4 separate regions of the Sus scrofa genome follow, and all the other regions are linked to region 3. The links are chromatin contacts, called in public Hi-C and HiChIP or PLAC-seq maps. All regions are on one chromosome and are shown on one strand. The core of a region is the stretch at or near the end of the contact, and the rest is flanking DNA. Distances in the headings are between cores, read along the strand shown.

What was found. Hi-C and Micro-C count contacts between places; a contact is called where the count stands out from the background. HiChIP or PLAC-seq counts read pairs in DNA pulled down with a chosen protein or histone mark.
Region 1: an H3K27ac HiChIP or PLAC-seq map of alveolar macrophages shows a contact between it and region 3. The contact joins two enhancer-like sites. A contact is called at or near these places in 1 of 47 Hi-C or Micro-C datasets (liver) and 1 of 2 datasets of contacts at active chromatin or transcription factors (alveolar macrophages).
Region 2: a contact with region 3 is called in a Hi-C map of alveolar macrophages, with 3 times the contacts expected there. The contact joins the promoter of PADI2 here to the enhancer-like site in region 3. A contact is called at or near these places in 1 of 5 promoter capture datasets (liver), 27 of 47 Hi-C or Micro-C datasets (adipocytes, adipose tissue, alveolar macrophages and 16 more) and 2 of 2 datasets of contacts at active chromatin or transcription factors (alveolar macrophages and skeletal muscle).
Region 4: a Hi-C map of embryonic fibroblasts shows a contact between it and region 3, with 2.2 times the contacts expected there. The contact joins two enhancer-like sites. A contact is called at or near these places in 1 of 5 promoter capture datasets (liver), 27 of 47 Hi-C or Micro-C datasets (adipocytes, adipose tissue, alveolar macrophages and 16 more) and 2 of 2 datasets of contacts at active chromatin or transcription factors (alveolar macrophages and skeletal muscle).

What each region holds. Positions count from the first base shown.
Region 1 is chr6:75,714,890-75,718,295 of Sscrofa11.1, forward strand. It overlaps PADI2 (protein-arginine deiminase type-2), which reads right to left. Exons shown (of 16, transcript XM_003356166.4): 7 at 1,105-1,283. Among named protein-coding and RNA genes, the nearest start is that of SDHB, 38 kb to the left of the region's middle. Within about 2 kb of position 1,507, at least 3 of the 83 cell types and tissues checked have an H3K27ac peak or open chromatin away from gene starts, as enhancers often do. A contact at or near this core is called in alveolar macrophages, where this site is marked.
Region 2 is chr6:75,754,265-75,757,339 of Sscrofa11.1, forward strand. It overlaps PADI2 (protein-arginine deiminase type-2), which reads right to left and starts at 1,713. Exons shown (of 16, transcript XM_003356166.4): 1 at 1,448-1,713. The coding sequence starts at 1,539.
Region 3 is chr6:75,945,956-75,948,918 of Sscrofa11.1, forward strand. PADI4 (protein-arginine deiminase type-4) reads left to right here. Exons shown (of 16, transcript XM_021095428.1): 3 at 1,485-1,551. Among named protein-coding and RNA genes, the nearest start is that of PADI4, 12 kb to the left of the region's middle. Within about 2 kb of position 1,671, at least 9 of the 83 cell types and tissues checked have an H3K27ac peak or open chromatin away from gene starts, as enhancers often do. A contact at or near this core is called in alveolar macrophages and embryonic fibroblasts, where this site is marked.
Region 4 is chr6:75,772,062-75,775,092 of Sscrofa11.1, forward strand. No RefSeq gene overlaps it. Among named protein-coding and RNA genes, the nearest start is that of PADI2, 18 kb to the left of the region's middle. Within about 2 kb of position 1,665, at least 27 of the 83 cell types and tissues checked have an H3K27ac peak or open chromatin away from gene starts, as enhancers often do. A contact at or near this core is called in alveolar macrophages and embryonic fibroblasts, where this site is marked.

The DNA of each region.
Region 1 (3,406 bases), core at 257-2,756, 230 kb before region 3:
CAGGTTCTTAACCCACTGAGTCACAATGGGAACTCCGAGTGTCATTTCTATGTTCCAGATGGGGACACAAAAGCACAAGGAGAAAATTCACTTGCCCAATGTCTCATAGCCCCTTCGCCTAAATCTAAGCAAGACCCACCCAGGTTCCCCTTCAACAGAGCCCGCATCGTCCTGCCCCAAAATGGTTTGGGGCTGAATTTGGGAGGAGATGCCATGTCTGAGGGGGGCAAGGACCCTCCATATAGATGAGGAAAGCAGGGTGGGCCTGAGCGGTGGGGGTCTGGGGCTGCAGGCTTTGAGGGGAGGTCCTGATGGGCCAGACACACCCCAAGCTGGGGGGCTTTGCCTCTACTGGGACAGGCACTCTCCTCTCGTCCAATCTCCCCACACCAAGAATAAAGGTGGGTGAGATGTTGGCCACAAGGAGGGGACATGGGCTGGGACTGGGATTTGGGGTTCAGCCCATGGTCAGAGGTGGGAGAACCCACAGTTAGGGTGAGGGGTCAGTCAGGGAGGGAAGAGCAAGGCACACAGGCAGTCAACAAACCTCTCGTGCGTGGCCCAGTTTGCTCCTCGCGCTAACCTCTGGGGCTCTGTGCCTCCGAACTAGGTCCACCCTCTGCAGGGAGGAGGGCAGACGAGGGGACAGGCATGAGGTCAGAAAACAAACACTGGGGGTTCCCGTTCTGGCTCAGCGGTAACGAACCCGACTAGTATCAGTAAGGCGGTGGGTTCGATCCCCAGCCTCACTCAGTGGGTTCAAGGATCCGGAGTTGCTGTGGCTGTGGCGTAGGCTGGTGGCTACAGCTCTGATTCAACCCTTAGCCTGGGAATTTCCATATGCCTCGGGTTCAGCCCTAAAAAGCCAAAAAAAAAAAAAAAAAAAAAAAAAAAAAAAGAAAGAAAAGAAAAGAAAAGTAGGTTCAGCAAGGAGCTGTGCTCTGGGACCCTGGTAGATCCTGTGGATGGTGGGGCATGTAGGTCTCCAAGCCTGGATCCCCACCCCTTAGGGCTTCAAGGGGAGAGAAGCACAGTGGGGACTCCTGGGAATGGCCCTCCAGAGGAGACCCCGCTCGGCCCCCGGTGGCGACCTGGAGCCCTCACCTCTGCCATATACTCCAGCAGGCTGACATGGATGGAGACCAGGCCCGAGAAGCTCTCGTCGGGAAAACGCAGCCCTTCCACGAAGAACAGCAGCTCCGCGGAGCCGCCTGTGTACTTGACCACGTGGTAGAGCTTCTGCCGGCCCAGGATGTGGATGTAGCGCTGGCCGAAAAACGGGTCTGGGGGGAGAAGGACCGACGTCAGGCCCCACTGCCAACCAAGAAGCGGTGTGTGGGGCCGGGTCACTGATGGGGACAAGACGGCAGAGTCACCCGTCCTCTAGACACAGAGAGGAAAGCACAAGCAGGAAGTGCCACCAGAAGGGCCGTGGCCTGGTCACTGTCCCAGCACTGCTGTGCCCTGGGCATGTGGCACCGAACCAGACACCCTCTCTGGCTTCTGGCTTCCTCATCTGCAAAGTGAGCTGTCTCTCCCAGGAAGGGCCCGTGACATGACAGCAGGCGTGGGCTGGGCAGCCAGGGGCGTGAGGAAGGAAACGATTGCTCCTAGTTGATAGAGGAGGAAACTGAGTCTCCAAAGGGAGAAATGGCTCGTCGGAGTCATAGAGCCAGTAAGTAGCTGAGCTGGACTCAAATCCATGGCTAATTCTGAACCCCAACCCTCCCTCGTCCCTTTTTTTTTTTTTTTTTAAGGGCTGTACCCATGGCATAAGGATGTTCCCAGGCTAGGGGTTGAAACAGAGCTTCAGCTGGCGGCCTATGCCACAGCCACAGCAATGCCAGATCCAAGCCACATCTATGACCTACACCACAACTCACAGCAACACCAGATCCTTAACCCCCTGAGCGATGCTGCCAGGGATCAAAACCGCATCCTCATGGATACTAGTCGGGGTCATTACCGCTGAGCCACAGTGGGAACTCCCCTTCCTGTCCTTCATATAAATAAGACACCATTGTGCCCATTTATGCCAAAAATCCCCCTCCAGGTAATGGCAGCCATATTGGCGTGTGGGTCTCTGGCTGCGCATTTTTGCAGCTGGGAGGAAAGGCAGGTGTCCCTGCCCTCCTGCCCGACCAAACTGGCCAGCCCTTCATAGTGCTGTTCCCTCTTCTTGGAAGAATTGTGTTCCTCCTTCTGCCAGGCCTTGCTTGGTGTCACTTCTGGGAATTGTGCTGAACTTCCCAGAGAACAAGCCAGGGGCTCTGACCGGAGCTTCTGTAGCCCCCGTCCTTTCCCATCACAGCCTTTATTTTATTTATTTTTATTTTATTTGTTTTGTCTTTTTGCCATTTCTTGGACTGCTCTCGCAGCACATGGAGGTTCCCAGGCCAGGGGTCCAATCGGAGCTGTAGCCGCTGGCCTACACCAGAGCCACAGCAATGTGGGATCCGAGCCACGTCTGCGACCCACACCACAGCTCATGGCAACGCCGGATCCTCAACCTACTGAGCAAGGCCAGGGACCGAACCCGCAACCCCATGGTTCCCAGTCGGACTCGTTTACCACTGCACCACGACGGGAACTCCACCATCACAGCCTTTAAATGGATATGATCTCGGTATTTAGTTGTTGGCCTCGAGAGACTGTGTGCGGGCAGAGACGGGCCCGGCTGGGCCTGTGCAAGCTGCGTTCATGAATGTGGACTGAACGAACCAATGGCTCCCACGCTATGCCTTGTGGGAGAATTTTCAGGCCTGTTCAGAGCACATGTATGGCATTACCGCTCTGTGAGCACATGGGCAAGGCCCTTGGGGGAGACAGAGGTGGTCAGGGTGCAGCCTCTAGAGTCTAAGAGCAGAGTTCAGCTGATGATAAGACAGCGCAGGTGCGGGAAGCATTACACTGGAGCTCCGGGGTGAGAGAACCCCTGTTTAGTGGGGGTGAGGGGGGCAGGGAAAGGAAGGTCGGTGGGGGGTGTTTGAGCAGAGAAAGGCAGCCTTTGAGACCCCCTTCAGGTGGCAGAGGTGGGGTGCTGTGAAGAGAGGAAATACTTGCATTGCCAGGGGCATGGAGGTAGGACCCTATGCAGTTCCAGAAGGAGCTTCTTTATGCCCTGTAGAGCTGGAAGGGCAGAAGCAGGCTCAGCTTAGTACGATTGTCAACAACAATGATTAATGACCCGACACCCACGGGCTAGAACATGTAACTAGAACAGTCCTGGCATGAATAGGGTGCTTGATTACAACTGGCAAAACGAGGGAGTTCCTCTTGTGGCCACAGAAACGCATCTGATTAGTATCCATGAGGATGCAGTGTGATCCCTGGCCTCGCTCAGTGGGTTAAGGAGACAGCGTTGCTCTGAGCTGTGGTGTAGGTCACAGACATGGCTTGGATCTGG
Region 2 (3,075 bases), core at 463-2,962, 190 kb before region 3:
CAGAAACCACCCCTGAGGTTTACATGTGGACAACTGAGGCCAGGGGCTGAGGAGTGGGGACAGACCTTGGTCTGCAGGGTGACGGGGTCATTTGCCCTAGGGGAAGGACAGCGCCTGCTGAGGAGGTGGCAGAAGACTGGCCCCACAGAGCTGCCAGGGCCACTGGAGGTGACAGAGAGCATGGGCTGGGGAGGGTGTGTGGAAAGACCCAGGGATGGGGTTTGGTGGGGGCCTGGGAGAGGCAGGGTGCTCCGGATGACAGAATGATGTGGGAGCAATAGGCCACTTCGGCACCTCCAGCTTAGCCCAAGGCACAGAGAGGCTAAGGGACATGCCCCAGGGTATCAGCATGGGGTCCCAGCCCTGAGCCCAGCATGCTCCCTCCTCTCACCACTGACCCCTCCCACGCTAGCAATGGGGAACATTTCAAATGCTTGGAATAGAGGTTCTGCAGGATCCCGTCCAAGACCCTCGGCCCTGCATTCACACCAGCCGCACTTTGCAAGGCCTGCCCCAAGCATCGCAGGGAGATGGCTCCTTGGACTTGGCTGCTTCCCGGGGGCGGGGCTGGGGGCTGGAGGTAGGCCCTGACTTCAATTCCCTCACCCCATGTCCTACTGTCTCAGAAATCCTGCACCCCACCAAAGTTCATGGACAGGAGCAAAGGGCCGGTGGCAACAGGGTCCTGAATCAGGAGCTCTCCTCTGACAAAGATCCCAACTGCACCACCTCGGTTTGCGGGAACAAAGTCCCTCCCTGACCCCAGGGTGAAGTCAAGGGAAGGCATTTGGGGACATGGAGCTTATGGCCAGTGCCTGGGGACAGGCAATCACCAGCAGCCCCCACAGGGTGAAACTGGAGCTTAGGCAACCCCTAGAGCCAGATTCCACCACTGGGCAGCTCCCCTCTGGCCCAGTCTCAGCCTCCAGCAAATCCTGCAGGAGGCTCAGCTGATCTGGGAGTGGGGCAAGGCGCTGAGTTGAGGTGGGTGGTGAGTCAGTAGGGTCTGAGGAGAAGGGAGGGGGCATAAGGGACGTGTGGGGTGGGGGGAGCGGGGAGGGAAAGAGGGGAGGATGACTAGGAAGTTGGAAGGTGCTGAGGTTGTCCTGGGAGAGGGACTGGGGAGGGTCCAGTGGGGGGAAGCCCGAGGTGAGGGGCGGGGTCTGGGAAAGGAGTAGCAAAGGGGGTTGGGGCCGTGTCAGGGCATCTGGGAAGGTCTCTAGATTTCTCGCGGAGGTTGACACAAGGTTTGGGGGTTCCCAAGTTTCTGCGGGAGGTTCTTAAGATTTCTGGGCGCGGGGGCCTCGGGGGCGAGGGATGACTCGGGCTGGAGGAAGGCTGCCCGCGTCTCCAAGTCCGGGGAGGGTCTCGGGATTTCTGGGGCTTAGATTTTGGGCCGAGCCCGGAGTTGGAGGGGGTCTCGGGCCAGCGCGGTGGCCCAGCTCACCTGTAGACATCGGTCCAGAGGTGCGTGCCCAGCACGTACACCGCCTCAACGCGGCTCCCGTACTGCAGCCGCACGGTCCGCTCGCGCAGCATCTTCCTGGCAGAGCACAGCCCTGGGTGGGTCCTCGTTCGTCCCCGTCCGCCCGGAGCACCTGCGGCAGGTGAACCCTCACCAGCTGTCCGCAGTCGCCCGGCGCCGGGCTCCGCCTTTATCCTGCCGCCGGTGGGCGGGGCGGCCCGTCGGCTGGCGGGGCGGCCCGTCGGCCTCCCTTGCAATGGGCCGTGGGCCTGTCCGTCAAGCGTGACCACGCCCCCAACTCTTTCCGCTCCCTCGTGGTCTGGGTGAAGTCAGCAGTTGCAAGGTCCCTCTTTTTCATGGTTGATTTACTCATTCTTTCATTCCACACACTTTCCGTGGGCCCCCAACTGCCCGGTGCCAGGACGCAGGGCCAGTCTCCCTTCCGGGCGACCCCAGCCCTACCGGGCAGGTAATGCAAATGTGGAGCTGGCTTCGGGGCGGGGACAGGAAGGAGGTGGAGGGAGCCCAGACCAGAGGGTGCCCTAAATCAGCCCAGGCTCCGGGACCTGAGCCTTCTTAAAGAAGGCGTTTGCAAAGTAAGTGGAAGGGAGGAGAGGAAGCTGACCAAACCAGGAAGCCAGATACCGCCTGACACCCACTCAACTCAACAATCAGATCAGAATTAGAGGGAAAATGGGGAGGGGGCGGGGGCGGGGAACTCTGCAGCCTGCGGCGCCAGAATGCAAGCCAGGGCTTCGGTAGGTGGGCGATGAGAGCCTTGGCACGGCTTCCTCAGCGAGGAGTGGTCAGGGCTGGAAGTGAAGGAGGCCATTCTGGCTGCCTGGGTGGAGGCGCCCCTGGGGAGGGTGGGTGAAGCCTCCTGCTGGGGCTGCAGAGAGCCCTGGAGAGAAGGAATTGATCTACCTGTGTTCGTGGACTGAAATATTGATGTTCCAGTGGAAGGACCGTGAGGGGGTACCATTCTGGCCTGGGCCACTGGGCAGAGGCGGGGGCCACTGCAGAGGTCGCCCTGTGTCCTGTGGAGGCCAAGGGGGGGCAGAAGAACATGCAATGGGGGCCTGAAGCCGCCCCCGCCCCCTCCCAGACCCTTCCAGCTCTGAAGCCAAGCGGGGGCCTGTTCAGATAATTCATATATGATGGAGTGGTCCTTGGTACAAGGGGCAAGAGAGGCATGAGAGCGCAGAGGTTATGAGAAGGGCGTGGCAGGCCGGAGTGTTGGGGCGGGGGGATGGGCGCCCTGGTGCATCTGAATAAGAGGGTCGAGTCTCACAATTGCCTGGCGCTGAGGCGCACCCAGGCTCTGACCCCAGTGGCCTCCTCGAGGCGGCCCAAATTAGGAGATGGACAAGAGCCCAGCTGCTCCCGGGGAGCTGGGACCCAGAGGAATGTGGGTGGGGAAAGGGGAAGACCCAGGGAGACGCTGGTAACGTTTGATGGACGCCGGGACGGCTGAGTGCACCATCCAATCAGGATGCTGGGCGGCCACCTGCCAAAGAAGCAAAAAACCTGTGCTGCTCAGAGCTGATTTCCAGGCCCCTGAAGTGGGTTCTTGTCTGGGCATACCTCGACTGGAATTACATTTCTTTTAC
Region 3 (2,963 bases), core at 421-2,920:
GAAAAGGCAAAAAGACAAAAAAAAAAAAAAAAAAAAGAAATACAGACCTGGGGATTAAAGGTGGTTGGGGAGGGTGCAATCAGGGAACGCTTCCTGGGAGAAGCAGCAAGCTGGAGGATAGTATGCATGACCTGCTTAAGCAAGGGAAAGAGGAGGGCCAGCTCTATAGAGAGGTTGTGGTCTGTTTAGGAAATCCAGATAAAAGTGAGGGACGCGTGTGCTGTAGGGAAAGAAAGGAAAATGGAGAGAAGTCGGGGAGAGGGTGCCAGTGTTAGAGGGCTTGGCATCAGGAACTCTTCTCTTAGGGCGACAGGAAGCCAGTGAAAACCTTTCAGCCGGGAGTATCACCACCACCTCTCTGTGTTAGAAAGATCCACGGCTGCAGTGCCTCTAGGCAGTAGACGGGGGTAGGGCGCCCAGCCAGCCAGGAGGCTGATGCCACGATCCAGACACCGGTGATGGTGGCTGTGACACTTCCCTGGATCCCTGCCGTGTGTACAGGACAGGGCCAAACACCTCAGCGCATCCCCTTCGAGTGCCTCTCCTGCTGGTGTCAGCTCTTCGTTTTGCCCTGGGGGCCTCCCCTTCACCATCTTGCTTAGAAGTGTGGCTCCTGGTTCTCTGGCCGGCTGGGCTAACCGGATGCCTTCTTCCTGGATGGTGAACGCTGGGCAGTCAGGTTGGTGTTTCTTTCTTTTTTTTTTTTTTTTTTTTTTTTTTTTTTTTTGCTTTTTAGGGCCGCACCTGCAACATATGGAAGTTCCCAGGCTAGAGATAGAGTTGCAGCTGCAGCTGCTGGCCTATGCCACAGCCACAGGAACATGGGATCTGAGCCGTGTCTGTGACCTACACCACAGCTCACGGCAACGCCAGATACTTCACCCACTGAGTGAAGCCAGAGATCAAACCTGCATCCTCATAGATACTCGTCGGGTTGTTACCACTAAGCCACAACGGGAACTCCTGGGTTGGTGTTTCTTAATCTCAAGAGCACCTGCCCTGCAGAGACCAGCATCACCCAAAGCTCTCACTCTCCAGACCCTCGAAGGTCCCAGGCTCCAGCCTTTCTGGGGGTGGGGGGTGGGGGGGGTTCTTCAGGTCTCTTCCCACCCTCTGTTTGCCAGCCAGGTTCTGCGACTTATAATCAACACTCCCCTTGAATGCCTCTTCCCCCGCATCTCCAGGAGAGCAGCTGCACGCCTGCTCCCTTTCCAAGATCTACCTCAAAGGGTACCTCCCTGACACAACGCAAGCAGAGTAAGCCCCTGCATCCTTCGGCTCCCACGGGACCATCTTCTCTGCATCACAGTCACTCGAGTGTTTTGCTACCCCTCCACTCTGACCAACTGTGATGTTCCTAACAGGCGGGGAGCCCCAGCCATGTCTCCTCAGCATCCCCCTCTGAGCTGGCACATAGCAGACCAGTTAGTGTTTGTTGAATGACTAAGAGAAATCATCGTTTGTGGTTTGCTTTTGTCCTGTAGGTTCAGATTTCATACTATGGACCTGAGACCGCCCCAGTCCAAGCCCTGCTCTACATCACTGGGGTTGGTAAGTGATGCCCAGGATCTTGGGGCACTGCCCCCACCACCTCCACAGACACATCCCCAGAAGGCATCTTTCCAGAGAAATGACACCATGAAGCTTACTTTAGACCCGGCAGAGAAAAGGAGTATTTCTAACCAGTCATTCCTCAGTCCATGAGTCACACATACAACTGGGGAGCAGAGGGCATTTGCAGGAAGCTTCAATTATTTCTCAATATTTTATTTCTCAACTTAGGAAGTGGTACATGGATTTTCAATAAATGAGTCTCCATACCTTTTTGAAACCTCAAATATTTATGAGAACAAAATAGATGATAACACTGTCTTACACAATAATACAAACTGGTGTTCCCCCAATTTCATTATTTACATCCTATTTCATCATTTTTGCCATATCAATGATCTACTCATATGCGTATTTACTTAGTATTCTTCTTTAAAGTACATTTTTAACTTGATCCCATCTTGAACAATAACACCATGATATTATTATTACGTAAATGTTCATTAACTACATGAACAGCATGCGAAGACTTCATTAGTGAATTTCATTCACTTTTTTCACTGATCCATATGTTATTAATGCTAATAATAATAAAAATACAGCACTTGATCTATGCCAAGCACTGTGCCAAGAATTTACATTTAAACTTTACAACAACCCAATGACATGGGTACTATTAGTATGCCATTTTATGGATGAAGAAACTGAGGTATGAGAGGTAATCAGACTTACCCAAGATGACACAACCAGTTAGTGAAGGAGCCAGGAGGTCCAGACCCCCAAGGGCTATGGTCTCTGGCTCAATACAGATACGTGGCTATGGATCAGTTTGAAAGGTCATCCATCTGCTACTGTGAGCTCGCCAGGTTGCTACACAGTGTCATGGGAATGGTCTTGTACTCATTCGTTCTGATGAAGGGGATGCGTTTAGAAACAAAGGTGCAATTTCTCAGCCCTGCCACCGGGTTGGAGCAGAGTATGTGTAGGACCATGATTTGTCCCCCGTGTCATCACAACACACAGAATGAAGAGCCAGGTGGGGTAGGAGTAACCCCTGTGTCCCTCCACCCAAGGTCATGGGGCTGGAGATGAGGCCAGAGGCCTCTGAGAGCCTGTAAAATGTCCTTGCAAGGGCTTGGCACCATACGTCCATTGGGATGGCCAGGAACTCTTTCTGAAACCTCTGGGGTTGGGCCCCACTCAAGGAGAATGGGTGTGGTCAGAAGCCCTGGTTCTGCTGCCTGAATGGCAGCCAAACTCCTTCTTGGGAGACGTGGCGGTCTTTCAACCTGTGTCTCCTCTGAAGCAGGGTGGAGGGGGTGGGGGTGAGGAGTTGGGGGACAGGGATTGGGGGTATGGACTTGGGGGTAGGGGTGGGGGGTGGGGAAGAAGCCTTTGCGCAGGCACGTCTC
Region 4 (3,031 bases), core at 415-2,914, 170 kb before region 3:
GAGGACCAAACCAGCCACATCAAGTGTTCAGTGTAAGACTCGGCACACAGTAAGTGCTCAATAAATACACCATTCCTTTCCTTGCTTGCTGGGGTGACTTCTCTCAGAGCGAAAACCTTATCCCCCACCACCACCAGGCTAGATGATCAACTCCCCCACTCCTCCCCCAGCCCTTCCCTCCAACCTGTCATCGGCTCCAGCTGGGGGGAAATCAGACACTGGCCTCACCCCACCCTTGACCCTCATCTTCACCATCATCTAAATGTGTCTCAGCAAAGGCAATCCACCCTCTTTCAGGGAGTTTTCCTAGATGGGCACCTCCCTGCCTCTTCCAGAGATCAGGTTCAACACCAGGTTCAATTGGTTTTGCACGTGTCCAGGGAGGCTGTGTGCCTGGAGCCAGAGGCACCCTGCCCCCCAGCCCCCGCCCCCGAGATCTTCAGCTAATGTTCTATGTCCGGTAGTGGCTTTGGCATTTCCCGAGTTCTCTAACCTCATTCTCACAACAGCCCTTTGGGGGGGGGGATACTTTTTTCTTCCCATTTTGCAGATGGGAGACTGAGGCCCTGAGAAATAAAGTGCCTTGTAGGCTTGAGGTGAGCCCGAAGAAAGAAGGGGGCTGCCACCTCTGCCCAGGGGTACGAAGGGCACATCCTGGTGGAGGGGATGTTTGGGGAGACCCTCGAGTGGACCGCCTGTCAACAGGCAGAGGTCGGGAGGTGAGGAGAGAGGGAAGGGGCCAGCCGGGCAGGAAACTGTATGGACAAGGTCCATGTGATTGATCAGTTTTAATTTTTTAAATTAAAAAACTTTAATTTTTGGAATTCCGATCATGGCTCAGTGGTTAACGAATCTGACTAGGAACCATGAAGTCGTGGGTTCGATCTCTGGCCTCGCTCAGTGGGTTAAGGATCTGGCATTGCCATGAGCTGAGGTGTAGGTTGCAGACGCGGCTTGGATCTGGTGTTGCTGTGGCTATGGTGTAGGCTGGCAGCTACAGCTCCAATTAGACCCCGAGCCTGGGAACCTCCATATGCTGTGGGTGTGGCCCCAGAAAAGACAAAAAGACAAAAAACCTTATTTTTTATTTTTTTATGGGGGCTGCATCTGCACCACAAGTAAGTTTCCAAGGCTAGGGGTCAAATCGGAGCTGCAGCTGCCAGCCTACGCCATAGCCACAGCAACTTGAGATCCAAGCTGTGTCTGTGACTTACACCACAGCTCATGGCAATGCTGGGTCCTTAACCCACTGAGCGAGGCCAAGGATCAAACCCACGTCCTCATGGATACTAGTCGAATTCGTTTCCACTGAGCCACAATGGGAACTCCTACTAATGTTTTTTATTTTTAGCAATTTAGCACCGTCAGATTCCCTAATCCTAACACTTTATTAGGCTTAGATCTTAGATTTCTTCCGCTCTAAGCGTCTATTAACCCAAGAGCTTAGACACTTGGAGGTTCTATAATTCACACATGCTGAGGAGCCTTTGTGCCTCAGATCCTGTAATTTGCAAATTCTATGATTAATTTCCAGAAGATGCCGAGTGTGTGGGTGGGGAAGGCAAGGACAGGTCTGGCCCACAAGCAACAAGTCTCACCACCTTCCCCTGCCCCCCTCCCCCCTTCCTCAAGTATCAACTTCCCAGGCCTGAGTACAGAAGAGGAATCAGGAAATACTTACACAATGACGGATGTTTGGGCAACAAAGGACAGGGCTGGCTTGGGGGTTGGGGTTTGGACTGGGGGTTACTCTGGGCCAGGTGCAGGGCTCATCTTGGCACAGTTAACAGGAAAGGGTCAAATGCATTTGTGGGAAGCCCACATAAAGTTAGAGGTAAAAGGTTGAGCATTTGTGCCTGTATTTGAAATGGGAACCCTGCCAACATCATCATGCAATGGAGTCAGACCTGCAGTCTAGCCCCAGGGCTTCTGTGGAGGCAGGATAAACCAAAACGGGGGTCGTAGACAACCAGATAGTAAATGTTTTAGGTGCCATGGACCAAGATACATATTGTGTCTTTCAGCACAGATATAATGTCACTGCATTATGCACACAATCCTTTGCCAACTAATTAGAATAATACATACTCCACTCTGCCTTAAAAGTGCAACATCTAACTATCATGGATGAATGGATCAACAAAATATGATACATACATACAATGGAATATTATTCAGCCTTAAAAGGAAGGGGATTCTGACACATGCTACTCTTGCAGAAACCGTAGCAGCGGAAAGCGGCACTCCGGCACTCCGAGATACGGAATAGCTAGGTTTATTCAGCACCGGTGTGGGCTCAGAGGCGTTGCCTCCAGAGTCTGAGCACCAGGTCTTTGTTCTGGGTGGCTTTTGTACAATACAGACGTCCCAGTCTTGTTCCCCCCATCCCGAAACTGGCCCGCCCCCTCCTCCCCTGAGCAGACAGTGTTCCTGCCTAAGAAGCTGAGTAAACAAGATTACAAAAACGAAACTGATAAGCAATGGTGAGCACTGCTAGCTGAGCTGCTAGCAAGGACTTAAGGCACGTGGTTGCCACAAGATGACAAGAAGGGTGGTATGGGGGGAGCGAAGCTGCTGTCAGGCACATAGCTGCCTCTTCAGCTGGGCGGGGGGTGGGGTGGGGAGGCAGGATAGGGAGTTATTGTTTGATGCGTGCAGAGTTTCAGTTCTGCAAGGTGAAGCATTCTTGGGGGTGAGGGTTGTAAAACCATGTGAATGTACTTAATGCCATGGAACCATATACTTAAAAATGGTTACAATGGTAAATTTTATGTTTTGCGTATTTTACCACAATTAAAAAAAAAGTGCACAAGTTCCCACTGTGGTGCAGTTGGGATTGGCGGTGTCTCTGGAGCTCTGGGCTGCAGGTTCGATCCCTGGCCCTGCATAGCTGCGGTGTAGGCTGCAGCTGCGGCTCAGATCTGATCCCTGGCCTAGGAACTCCACGTGCCAAAAAAGAAAAAAAAAAGTGCAACATTCAACATCCGCTTTTCCGTTTTTGACATGATGGGTCTGCACTGGCAATAAAAAA